Linked DNA regions of Sus scrofa: region 1 is linked to region 2. The links are chromatin contacts, called in public HiChIP or PLAC-seq maps. All regions are on one chromosome and are shown on one strand. The core of a region is the stretch at or near the end of the contact, and the rest is flanking DNA. Distances in the headings are between cores, read along the strand shown.

Region 1 (5,841 bases), core at 1,224-3,723, 340 kb before region 2:
AAAATTAACTCTTTCAAGAAATAATTAAGTAACAATTGTCTCTAATTGTCTCACAAATGGCAGTTGTGTCTCCTCAAATAACTAAGAAGCTCTATCAAAGCAACATATCTAGTATGTCTATCACAATTTCCATAGTACCTAACATGCAGTGAGTCATCGAATACATGCTGGTTGTAGTACAACAGAAATGTCACTGAATTATAGGCTAATAAGCATATTCCAATTATGTTATGACTAGTTATGGGACCTGGGGCAAAAACAGCTGAGGTTCTGTGTACATGTCCGTATCCTTATCTGAAAAATTACCTAACCTGGAAAGGCCCTCCAAACTCCAAAAATTCTGTCTGACTTTTTCATATTATGACTTTTAAAGGGGGTACTGATGACTGTTAAGAGAATGACTACCTTACTGGATTCTAAAAACACAAACTCAGGAAATTTTTTTTTTTTTTTTTGTCTTTTTAGGGCCACATCTGCAGCATATAGAGGCTCCCAGACTAGGGGTGGAATTGGAGCTACAGCTGTCAGCCACAGCCACAGCCACAGCCTTGCCAGATCCGAGCCACATCTGCAACCTACACCATAGCTCATGGCAACGCCAGATCCTTAACCCATTTGAGTGAGGCCAGGGATTGAGCCTGTGTCCTTATGGATGCTAGTCAGATTCGTTTCCACTGAGCCATAACAGGAACTCCAAATTCAGGATTTTCTACTGTAGAAAATAATTCTGAGAAGGATTCATACTCTTAGGCTTCCACCCTCTATGCTTCACAGGTAAAAATGTTATCATGAAGAAGAGTATCTATAAATTCCACAATCCTCCACACCTGTGCTAAAAGAAGAGAGTAAATGCTACAGAGTACTTCTGAGGTCCCAAAGTACAGCCTCACCCTGAAGAGGAAGAGCTTGCCATTACAAAAGAAAGTATCATCAGTCCTGGAAGAAACACGTTTAACTGAAAAAGAAAAACAGTAGCCAAAAAAAAAAAAAAAAAAATTTGCAAGTTCCCTAGTTCTCCAGACTCCTGATTTAGGACAATGGGGTTCACTGGTAGGATCAGGTCCCATTTGGGCTCTGCTCTCCCTTTGCAAAAAGCATTTAATTTCTCTGGATTTCTGAAGGTGACTACTTGCAAAGGAAGCCAATATGGAAATCCATTTAAGTACAAAAAAATGAACAAATGTAAATAATTAAAAAAAAAAACACTTAACACTGAAAGACAAACATCATATTATATCACCTATATGAGGAATCTAAAAAAAAAGGATACAAATGAACTTATCTGCAGAACAGAAACAGACTCACAGACTTTGAAAAACTTATGGTTATCAAAGGGGACAGGATGGGGGGGTGGGCGGGATGAATCAGGGGTTTAGGACTGGCATATGCACCCTGTGGTATATGGAATGATTGGCCAATGGGACCTGCTATACAGCACAGAGAACTCTACCCAGTAGTCTGTGATAATGTATGTGGGAAAAGAATCTGAAAGATAATGGATATGTGTATATGTATGACTGAGTCATTCTGTTGTACAGCAGTAAATATCACAACATGTAAATTAACTATACTTCAATAAAATTAAAAAAAAAAAAAACACTTAAACGTTGCACCACCACTCAGTGAGCTGCATTACACTCATTTTGTTCAGACTAAGTGTGCTGCACTTTGAGGATGACAATAAAACCTTTGAGGACACAAATACGATGGTGGCCGGTGCCACGAGGAATGATGAAAGTCACATATAATTGCTAAGAAGCATGAAGAAGAATCAAAATTAACAGGAATTAATGACTCCTGGATAAGAAGAGTATCTCAGCGCCCCTTCAGACATCCTGGTAGTTAGTTCTTTGCCTCCAAGCTGAGCAGCCCTCAGGGGCCCAGAGAGGTCTGCCAAATTCTAGCCTAAATCTATGCTCTACGAAGATACTTGAACCCATGTTCTCTTTCCACAGTACTAGGCAGTTAAATAGGCTCTAAATTTCACCATTCTGTGAATTTCAGCAAACCCAAGATACATAAAGTCACGGTTTGCAATTTCCAGACTGGATCAATTTTGCGTAGTTCATGTCTCAGAACCCCTCTGTCCCAGAGTGGTCTTGGAGTGCGAAATCTTCAGGTGATAGAAGGGAAAACAAATTCAACATCTCAAGCACATCCATGCTCTAGCCTAGAAGTTCCCTAAGGTGCTTGGGAATCTATGAAACACATAGATACCACGAGTTTCCAACTACACTCTCAAAACACTAAGTTTAGTTTGAGTAATGCTTATCTAATAACCAGCTTATGAGAATTTTGTTTGGTTTTAATTAACCTCTGCTTCAACAGATCTAACCATACTATTTGCCTCTAACATTAACAATAAAGTTTAAAACAGGGGTTGGCAAACTTTTTCTGCAAAGGGCCAGACAGTAAGTAGCTTGGGCTTTGTGAGCCACACCATTCCTTACGTAACTACTGAATTCTGCCCCTATAAAACAAAAGCAGCCAGAGACGATTCAACTTGCAGAGGAATAAGTGTGTCAATGTCATGAAATACTTCCCCATTTAAAAACGTAAGAGGGAGTTCCCATCATGACTCGGCAGAAATGAACCTGACTAGCATCCATGAGGACACAGGTTCGATCCCAGGCCTTGATCAGTGGGTTAAGGATCCAGCATTGCCATGGTGTAGGGTGCAGATGCGGCTCAGATCTGGCATTGTTGTGGATGTGATGCGGCTATCGCTCTGATTAGACCCATAGCTTGGGAATGTCCATATGCCGCGGGTGTGGCCCTAAGAAGACAAAATAATAATAATAATAATAAAATAAAAATGTAAGAATCATTCTTGGAGTTCCCACAGTGGCACAGGTGGTTAAGAATTCGAATGCAGTGGCTTGGGTCACTATGAAGGTGCTGGTTCAATGCCTGGCTTGGGAACTTCCATATACCATATACCATAATGGTGTGTGAAGCCATTAAAAAAAAAAAAGGAATCATTCTCAGCTTGTGGCCCTACAAAAACAGGTGGCAGGCAAGACTGGGCCCACAGTTAGCTGACTTCAGCAGAGTTCAAGACCAAAGACCTTGGTTCAAAAGGGAAGGAATGAGACTATTTGCCCACAACTTCATTCTTTTTCTACCCTCACCTCTTCCCCCTTTCTTAAAAAAGGCTATTTAGAACAAAATAAAACAAACAGGAAGGAAATCTCCATCCACTTTATTTTCCAGTTTCTTTCCCTGCTCTTTCTAACCTCAAGAAGGAATACAAAATACAGTAACCAGAATCATCAGAATTAACAGAAATAAAACAAGTAATACACTGAAGAAAGTAAAACGCTTGTCTGAGAAAATTTCAGGCATCTTGAATTATTTTACACATGCCTCTTATGCTACTTTATTACTACTCATTATATCTTACCTTTCAATGCTAAAAGGGCAAGGGGAATAAATCCAGACTACTGCTAATCTCTAATTCATCTTGTGGAAAGTAAAAGACAATCTATTTACTTTAACCTGACCATATGCTTTTCTCAGAATAATAACTATATCCATTTTAAAAAAATTAATGTCATTATAGCAACCTTCCATTTTTAGCTTCCAAATGAACAAAATCTACCCTTGTGTTTTCTGTAACATATTGCAATGGGAACCCTAAAAATGTAAGTGAATTTTGAGCAGCTAGAGAAAGGATACATTTCAATCATCAAAAGAAAAAAAAAATGCTAGTTATCCCTTTGAGTATTAGACTTAAGCTGTTTGATCACTTTCTAAAATGCAAACTGCTAACTAAGGGTATAAAAAATAGGCCTTTGGCTAGACTACAGCCAAGGCGGTTTTCAACTGGGTTGATTCTTCCCCTGGAAGACATTTAGCAATGTCTAGATACATTTTTGATTACTACAAGTCAGGGAAAGGTCTTTCTGGCATATATTAGGTAGAGACCAGGGATGCTGTTAAACATGCTACAATGCACAGGACAGCCCCCTACACCAAAGAATCCAGCCCCAAATGTCAAGAGCAAAGAGTCTGTGAGGCAGCCAAAGGTAGAGTATGCACAGGTTCAAACTAGTGTGCTTCAAGGTTGATCTCTTCTTTAGATATATTGAATTTATAAATTTAACATAAAATATTTACTGGATACCCACTTTGTGCAGGTCTGCATAAATGTATGAATAACATTACCTTAAACACAATGTCTAATAGAAAAGCTACGTTGTAACCCCAAGAGACTGAGTTAATTCAAAGCAAATGATTTACCTCCTCCCCATCACAAGGTAAAGTTAGCAAAATTCAAGCCCTAGATCTGAACTCCATTTCAGTGCAATTTACCCTCGAACCTGAGACATTGTTTCAGCCTTAAAAAATGGAAGCTTTGGAATAAAACTTATAACTGAAACAGAAACCGGTTTTAGCTAAAATGGTCTACTTCCTCTTCTGATCAACCTGCTAATCACAACTACAAAAAAGAAGCAAAATCCCCCCTTTAGAGTTCCCTCTCTTCTCTTTAGTTCTGCATGTACCATAAAAGCTGATGCTACCAGGAACTTGCCCACCAAGACAGAAGGCGCCAAAAATGCACTAAGGCCTTTACAACCCAACAACCAAAGGCTATATCCCAGCTGTTGAATAGCCTCCCATTTTTTTTTAAAGATCTCCGAGTGAGAAACAAAGGAAAAGTAAGATCATTGGGCTCAAAAAACTAAGAGCGAAGCAGGGAATCAGCAGCAGCTACTGAACCACTCCTAGGAAAATCTCAACATTTAGTCCAGCCTGTTGAAAAGGCCAACATTTTAACAGTTCTCACCCAAATCGATAGCTGACTCAAAATAAAAACAAAAAAAGAAATAAAAGTGGTAATTTCAGTCAGTGTTTTACTCACAGCCCAGATAGCCTTTAATACTAATTAATGAGTCACAGAGAAAATCCTTTTCAGATAAAGAGGATTGCAACATCTTCCAAGCAAAAGGAGTTGTTTAGGCCATGATAGCAGTGCTGATCTGGGAACAACACATTCACAAGTCAATTAAAAAAATAATAAACTTAAGCCTTCAGACCAGATTCAGTCATAAGTGTTATGCCCCCTTTGGTGTATAGGAAAACATTTGAGTCTTAGTGACACATACATGGCAGGAGGAGTCCTTGAAGACTGCTGGACTCAGGAGAGGGTGGAAGACACCAGCCTCTTCAGGGGCTTTACATTCTTGCACTCACTCCTCCTAAATCCTTGGTTGCCAGCATGGGTCAAGGTCAAAGTTTCATCACATCCCCAAAGTCCCAAATCTCAAACAGTATAACCCCCCAAAATGAAACCTTCTTCTATACACCTGCAGAAACCCTAGTAACAAGTGCTAAAGGTTATAAATAGAGTGCACTGGGGTGTGAGAAGTGGGAAAGACCATGTTTTTCTATTTATCATTCTTATCAGTCACAGATTTCTGAAAGCAAGGAAAAACAACCAGGGAGTTTACACCAACTTCTATTAAACATATACGATACTGAACTCTTGGGAAAAAGTATTAGAGGTGTAAAGTGTTTTACATATTTTTATGTGTGTATTATATTTTCACTGTAAAAGCTGAAAAAAAAAAAAAGGCATAAAAGTCCCCACCCACCAATGTCTTTCAATCAAATACTTAAAGACATTTACATATTCTCACTTGATAAATATTATCTGGGCACAAAGATAAAATCTGAACTTCCCTTTCACATTTTCCATCACTCTCAATCTCTGAACTTTCAAGGATTAATATTAATCCCTATGATCATATACTATACTAGTGACTTAAAGATCATTTGTTATACAAAACCTGACTCACTCATTCTCCAGATCCAAACACAAGACATTAATAACACATC
Region 2 (6,659 bases), core at 1,487-3,986:
CCCTGCCTCACTCAGTGGGTTAAGGATCTGGCATTGCTGTGAGCTGTGGTATAGGTCACAGGCGTGGCTTGGATCTGGTGTTGCTGTGGCTGTGGTGTAGGCTGGCAGGCTACAGCTTTGATTCAACCCCTAGCCTGGGAACTTCCACATGCTGCAGGTGTGGTCCTAAAAGGCTCCCCCCACCCCCCAAAAAAAGAATTTATACCTAAAGCTTAGCAACTACGTAAATGTATGTGTGTCTTAAGTTATAAAATGAAAACCAGTTAAATACCATTTAACTAAGAATGTTAATCTCCAGTTTACAGGGCTCCCCCATGGTCATAAATTTGACTGCGTTTTCGAGGCATTTTTTGTCCATTTTGTCCCACAGTGCCAGGAATGCTTATTCCCAAGTCTGGCGAAGATTTTGTTGACAGGCCACTCAATATGCTCTTACTGGAGTAGGCCTTATTAACAGTAGCCACAGGTTCTGAACCACCTGTCTTACTAGGCTGTTATGGTCCAAGAAATTATTCCCTTATTGTGTTTTCTCATATCTAGAGTTATACTGTTATGATCACTGATCTCATATGGAACTGTATATCATTTTATCAGAGACTTAGTTACACAATTGGCAATGTCAGAAATAGTAATTTTGTAAAAACAGTTAATGAAAATAGATTTAAATACCATTTAACGAGTTCCCATCATGGCTCAGTGGTTAACGAATCCGACGAGGAACCATGAGGTTGTGGGTTCGATCCCTGGCCTTGCTCAGTGGGTTGAGGATCTGGCGTTGCCATGAGGTGTGGTGTAGGCCACAGATGCGGCTTGGATCCCGCATTGCTGTGGCTCTGGCATTGGGTGCCAGCTATAGCTGCGATTAGACCTCTAGCCTGGGAACCTCCATATGCCATGGGAGCGGCCTAGAAAAGGCAAAAAGACAAAAAAAAAAAAAAAAAAAAAAAAAAAATTTAACTAGGAATGCTCTCCAAAATTTTATAAAATAAATTTCTTGTAATAAATAGCTGTATTATTTTACAAAAGCATCAGCCCTTTAAAATATTGGTGTTAACCTGAAGATTTAATATTCTGTGCTGTTAATAATGGATACTTGAATTGCTGATTTATTAAGAAAGCAGCTCAGATTTGTAAAATCAGAGTAGTTAGTGTTTTCAGGGATTTAATTTGATTTGTCTGCCTTTCATTTTCTTTATGTCTTAGGAAATTCTATGATGCATGATTACATAATAGCATATTTTAAAATTTTAATGAAAATTTCTTTAAAATATTCAGTATTGTTTATTAATATGTCTTGGTAAATTTAATATTGTTTTTCCAGTAATATTATTAAATTTAGTGTCTGTTATTGAGGAATAGAGATCTTTAATCATGAAGCATAGACCATATAGAGAGTAACAGTCTCTTTATCTGAGGCTTTGAAGTAACAGCGTAGCCTATAATCAAGAAAATATGATGCTGGTGGTATTGCAAGATTTTCCATTGGAAGTAGACTGCGGGGATAGATGATGGGGCATTTTTGGCTTCCTGTTACAGCAGCAGCATTCATTTCCTCCAAACTGTGCTGAAATTGCTCAAAAGGAAAGGGCAGATAGGCAATTTTCCTTCCCAGGTGAAATACCTATGACATTGGTAGTAGTGGTAGTAGGGCTTCCACATTTTCCATCTACTAGATATTTTTTTTAGAATTGACCCTTTGGAGACTTGATTAGATAATATGACATTTTAAGCCTCATAAATTACTGTTTAATGATGTAATGGCATTTTGTCAATTTTTGAATTACCAAAATGAAGAAAGGGCATTGACACTGTAAATTTTTGTGAATGTATTACATATGGTGTGTGTGATGTGCATATGTGTACATGTGTAGGGAGAAAGAAGATACTACAGAAAGATTTTCAAAGCTTTTTAAGCATTTAAATTTAAACATTATATACTTACATTCCCATGGGAATATTTGTTTCTCCTGTTAGCTACACAAAAATGAAAGATATTTTTCATCCTATTATGAATCTTTTTTTTTAAGATTAAGATTACTTTTGTCAAAAGTAATCTCTGGCCAAGCACAGTGCCGCTCTTGTAGCCTGACAAATTTGGGGTTAAATGGTAAATAAACTTTATGTAACATATTGAAAGCATATGCCATGTAGCCTTATTTTTTTGTTTCTGTTATAGTGAGTCATGAAAGACAGAATCAAATGTTTAAACAAAATATGTAGCCAAGAATTGTTTATAATGATGTTATAAACTGTTTAGCTTCAGCATGATTTATTTTAGTTTTCTTCTTTTTTGAATTAAAGAACTGATAAATTAATTTTATTTCATATACTACAGCATTTTCACTGGTATATTTGTTTTATATTAAGTATCTGAAGTAACAGTTATTTTGATAGCTGTATAATAGAAAAAAAAAGTACTTCTTGTAGGCATATATTAGAATTACAAACATTTCCAAGGACTGTTCCAGACTTAATGTCTAAATTACTTGACTTTTAAAAGATTATTTTTCAAGGTTTTATTACTACATTTGCAGCACATAGAGAGCACCTATTATGTGTCGAGAACTTGCTACAGGGAATGAGGCTACAGTGATTAGAGACAACATTGTATATGCCCTTCCCAGTTTCCCAGTCTAGGAGGAGACAAAATGAGTCACCACAAGGGTTACTGCACAGCACAAGTTCTGGTTATGCTGTTTCATCAGTCCCTGCCCTGGTCCTGCCCACAACAGCAAAGAATTGAAACTGCAGGCACGTTACAGCATGTTTATTAAAGTGAAAGTACATTCTCAGAGAGCGCGGACACCCTGTGAGTAGGAACTGGCCCTGCTTTACAGTTGGATTTCCCTTATATCCCCATACTACATACCTGAGTGGGGACATGATTTCTTCCACCCCAGGCCCACTGATTATTGTTGCCCTAGCCCACTGTGTATGTATGAGGGCGTTGATTGGTCTGCAGGTAGGGCATTTTGATTCCCTAATTGGGCTTAGGCAGGATGCCTTATTTGCGTGAGGTACAGGTTATGGGGGGAAGTTCCCCAGAGAGTCCCCTGATGTTGTGCCTGCCATGTTCTTATTGCCCCTGTAGAGGTTGGGTGAAGAGTGGGGCAACATTCCTTTCCTAGTAGGGAGTAGGAAGGGGTAAGCCAGTAGCTCAAGGTGGGGGAAGGGGCACTACAGTGAGATCTGTGGGGTGGTGATAAGGGTCTGGTAATTCTTGTCTTGTCCAGAGGCTTTGAGTTCAGTCCTCTTGAAGGGGACTTGAAACCTAACACTCTCATAAAGGTGTGAAGAGGGATCTGCTGCTAAGAAACTTCTATTTTTATTTTGTTTTTTAAAGCCATTTGGGGCTTAATTTTTCAATGGACCTAATTTTTATGCACAAAAGGAAAACATCCAGTATCTTTACATATTAGACATTTAAAATGTAACAAAATAAGCACATTTTCTTATGTTACTTACTCTGATTTTACTAGACTCTTATAAACCTGTTATTCTAAAGTGTAGTTTAGGATATGAAATTAGAGAAACATTGATGAGTTTAGCTATATAAAGAGGTAGTGTTTCTATGTATTTAAAATGTGTTGATTCTTTTTTTTTTTTTTTTTTTTTTTTTGTCTTTTTGCCATTACTTGGGCCGCTCCCGCGGCATACGGAGGTTCCCAGGCTAGGGGTCGAATCGGAGCTGTAGCTGCCAGCCTACGCCAGAGCCACAGCAACGCAGGATCCAAGCCGAGTCTGCAGCCTATACCACAGTTCACAGCAATGCTGCCGTTAACCCACTGAGCAAGGGCAGGGATCGAACCTGCAACCTCATGGTTCCTAGTTGGATTCGTTAACCACTGCACCATGACGGGAACTCATTTTTTTTTTTTTTTTGTAAAATGTGTTGATTCTTATTTTGGGCATTGTCTATATCTCTTTCATAAACATTTTTACTCCTGAAGTTAAATGTACATTATTAGAATGAATAGAGCTGTTCAAGTTGAAAGTTGTAAATTGTTATATAACATTATTTCTCATCTTAAAATCCAAACTAACATTAAATTTCACCAAGACTATGCTCTAATTTTATCCTGCTTCTGATATACTAACAAATATTTTTTATTAAATAAAATGAGTAAGAAAATCCCGTGGAGTAATGTAGTTTTCTATTATAGTTTTCTTAATATAAATTCAAAAAGTACCTTTTATTCAGTCATTGCAGCCTTGAAATACCTTTTTGATCTTATATATTATAATTTAAGATTTTTCTCTTTAGTGTTTGTTTTCCAGTTTTTGGTGTTTTGTCTTTTGCATGAGTGTTTAATATGTATGTTGTGAAATTTAACAGTTTGTTTACCTATGGCCTTAAGGTTTTGCATCATGCGACACTGGGATATTTGTAAAATTTTCTCTCATGATTTTTTAGTACTTTTGTTTTAGTGGTTTTGGGAGGTGCACATGCATTTTTTTTTGAAAAGTAGACTTAGGATTTATTTAAGTGTAAATAAGGATAGAGATTTAACCTCCTTCCCTCCCTCCAGGTGGATACCCAGTTGTCCCAACATCATTTATTACGTGATCCTTTTCCCTATAGTTTTGAAATGCTTCTTGCATCTCTTTCTTGTTTTCTTTATCTGTGCCATTAATTTCTCTGTCCCTGATTCTGTAAGCTTATTTTCTAGTGACAGTATGACTAACAATAAGGCAAATAAGAAAATGATAATTAGAAATAAGTTTTGTAATGAAAATAGCTGAGTAATTATGGTAGCCAGTGACTAGTGAGTTATTTGAAATGGGTGGTCAAGACAGGCTTCCCTGAAAGAAGTGACATTTAGTCTGACCTGAAAACCAAGGAGGGAGTGGCTATGCAAAAGTCTAGTGAAAGTAACTTCAGGTAGAGGAAATAGCCCCAAAGTGGAAAGATCTCCATGTGCTCCAAGAGTAGAAGGAATAGTAGGAGTAAATGGAGGGGAGAGTGAGGAGGAACATAGGAACATTTGGAGAAGAGGTCCGAAGAAAGCATGTATCATGTAGATTTGTAGGCCAGATTGAGCAACTTGGGATTTTATTTCAGTTGTGAAGGGAAACTACTCAAGATCAGGGCTTAAAAATTCAAATTTGAGTTCCAGTTGTGGCTCAGCAGAAGCAAACCCGACTAGTATCCAAGAGGACACAAGTTTGATCCCTGGGCTCACTCAGTGGGTTAACAATTTGGCACTGCCATGAGCTGTGGTGTAAGTCACAGACATAGCTCATATCTGGCATTGCCATAGCTGTGGTGTAGGCCAGCAGCTGCAGTTCCAATTAGACCCCTAGCCTGGGAACTTCTATATGCCATGGGTGTAGTCCTAAAATAAAAAAATAAATAAATTCTAATTGTCTAGGATGAGTTTTTCTTATTTTTCTCCTTAAAAGGAGAAAATACAGAAACATAAATAAGTGTATCAAATAAATAGATTCTCATGTAATTAGGAGCTATTTCTATATACATATGACCCTGTAACAAATTTGCTTCCCTTTTAAATAATTTTACATTTAAAGAAACGTTTTTTAGAATCATATAAGTACCAAGAATTTAGAACTCAAAGGATGAAGAATCTATTTGCACTAAAAATAACTCTTTAAGGGAAGTTCTTACAATGTTTTAAAATATTATTTTTCTTTCCATTAAATATTTGTATTAGAGAACAGACATCCTTGGAAGAGGGAGAAATTCCTTGGTTACAGTACAATGAGGTCAATGAAAGCAGCAGTGATGAAGGAAATGAGCCTGCCAATGAATTTGCACAGCCAGAAGCTTTCATGTTGGATGGTAACAATAACCTTGAGGATGACTCCAGTGTGAGTGAAGACTTAGATGTGGACTGGAGGTATGTAGCACAGTGTTACCCATGCTTACTTAATCATTGTGTAGACTCTGTTCATGATTCTAAATGAAGAAACAATCTCTGATAGCTGAGAAGTATTCCAATTTTCCCATCTGTTAGTCTTCCTTTCCTTCACAGTTCATTTCAGGTGTCACTTCCTACATGAACTTCTTACTTACTTTAGTCAATGAGTTCTTCCTTCTTTGACTGTTAGCTTGCTTGACCTAGTTAGCTTGCTCACCTAGTTTATACACTTATGTTTGAGGTTTCAGACTTTAAAATTTAGTTTTCTATGCTAAATGCAGCACTTACTCTGATCCATTAAAAAAAAAGTTGAGTATTACTTAAAGACTTTCAAAACGTGATTGAATGAGAAGAGTCGTAAGACTATAGTTTTCCTTCTCTTTATGGAAAATATAATTGTACCTTCCCAGAGATGTTGGATGTATTAAATTTACTTTACTCTGACAAAGAATAGTGATCTTCCAATAAAAGTGACATAAGTTAAGTAGATTATAGAATTGTTATAGTTTGTGATATAATGATCAAGATTTAACTCTTCTGGTTTATAACGTAGATAAACCAAGTGTGCAGTATAACTTTTTGAAAGCCGTTGATTATTAAAATGTAAAGAGAATGTTCCAACTGATTCCTTTTTGTTAACTTTTTCTGGAAAAAAATATGGCTTATTACTATCCTTGTTTCCATCTCTGCATAGACATATTTTTAAGAATTTGTCTTATTTTCCCAGTTAAAATTCAATTACAAAAAAAAATTCCATTACAGAAAATTTGCAAAAATAAA

The links. HiChIP or PLAC-seq counts read pairs in DNA pulled down with a chosen protein or histone mark.
Region 1: an H3K27ac HiChIP or PLAC-seq map of alveolar macrophages shows a contact between it and region 2. The contact joins two enhancer-like sites. A contact is called at or near these places in 1 of 5 promoter capture datasets (liver) and 1 of 2 datasets of contacts at active chromatin or transcription factors (alveolar macrophages).

What each region holds. Positions count from the first base shown.
Region 1 is chr2:114,680,958-114,686,798 of Sscrofa11.1, reverse strand. The region is part of intron 1 of MAN2A1 (alpha-mannosidase 2); the gene reads right to left. Among named protein-coding and RNA genes, the nearest start is that of MAN2A1, 8.1 kb to the right of the region's middle. Within about 2 kb of position 2,473, at least 1 of the 83 cell types and tissues checked has an H3K27ac peak or open chromatin away from gene starts, as enhancers often do. A contact at or near this core is called in alveolar macrophages, where this site is marked.
Region 2 is chr2:114,342,933-114,349,591 of Sscrofa11.1, reverse strand. It overlaps PJA2 (E3 ubiquitin-protein ligase Praja-2), which reads left to right. Exons shown (of 12, transcript XM_021085401.1): 8 at 5,673-5,858. Among named protein-coding and RNA genes, the nearest start is that of PJA2, 330 kb to the left of the region's middle. Within about 2 kb of position 2,736, at least 42 of the 83 cell types and tissues checked have an H3K27ac peak or open chromatin away from gene starts, as enhancers often do. A contact at or near this core is called in alveolar macrophages, where this site is marked.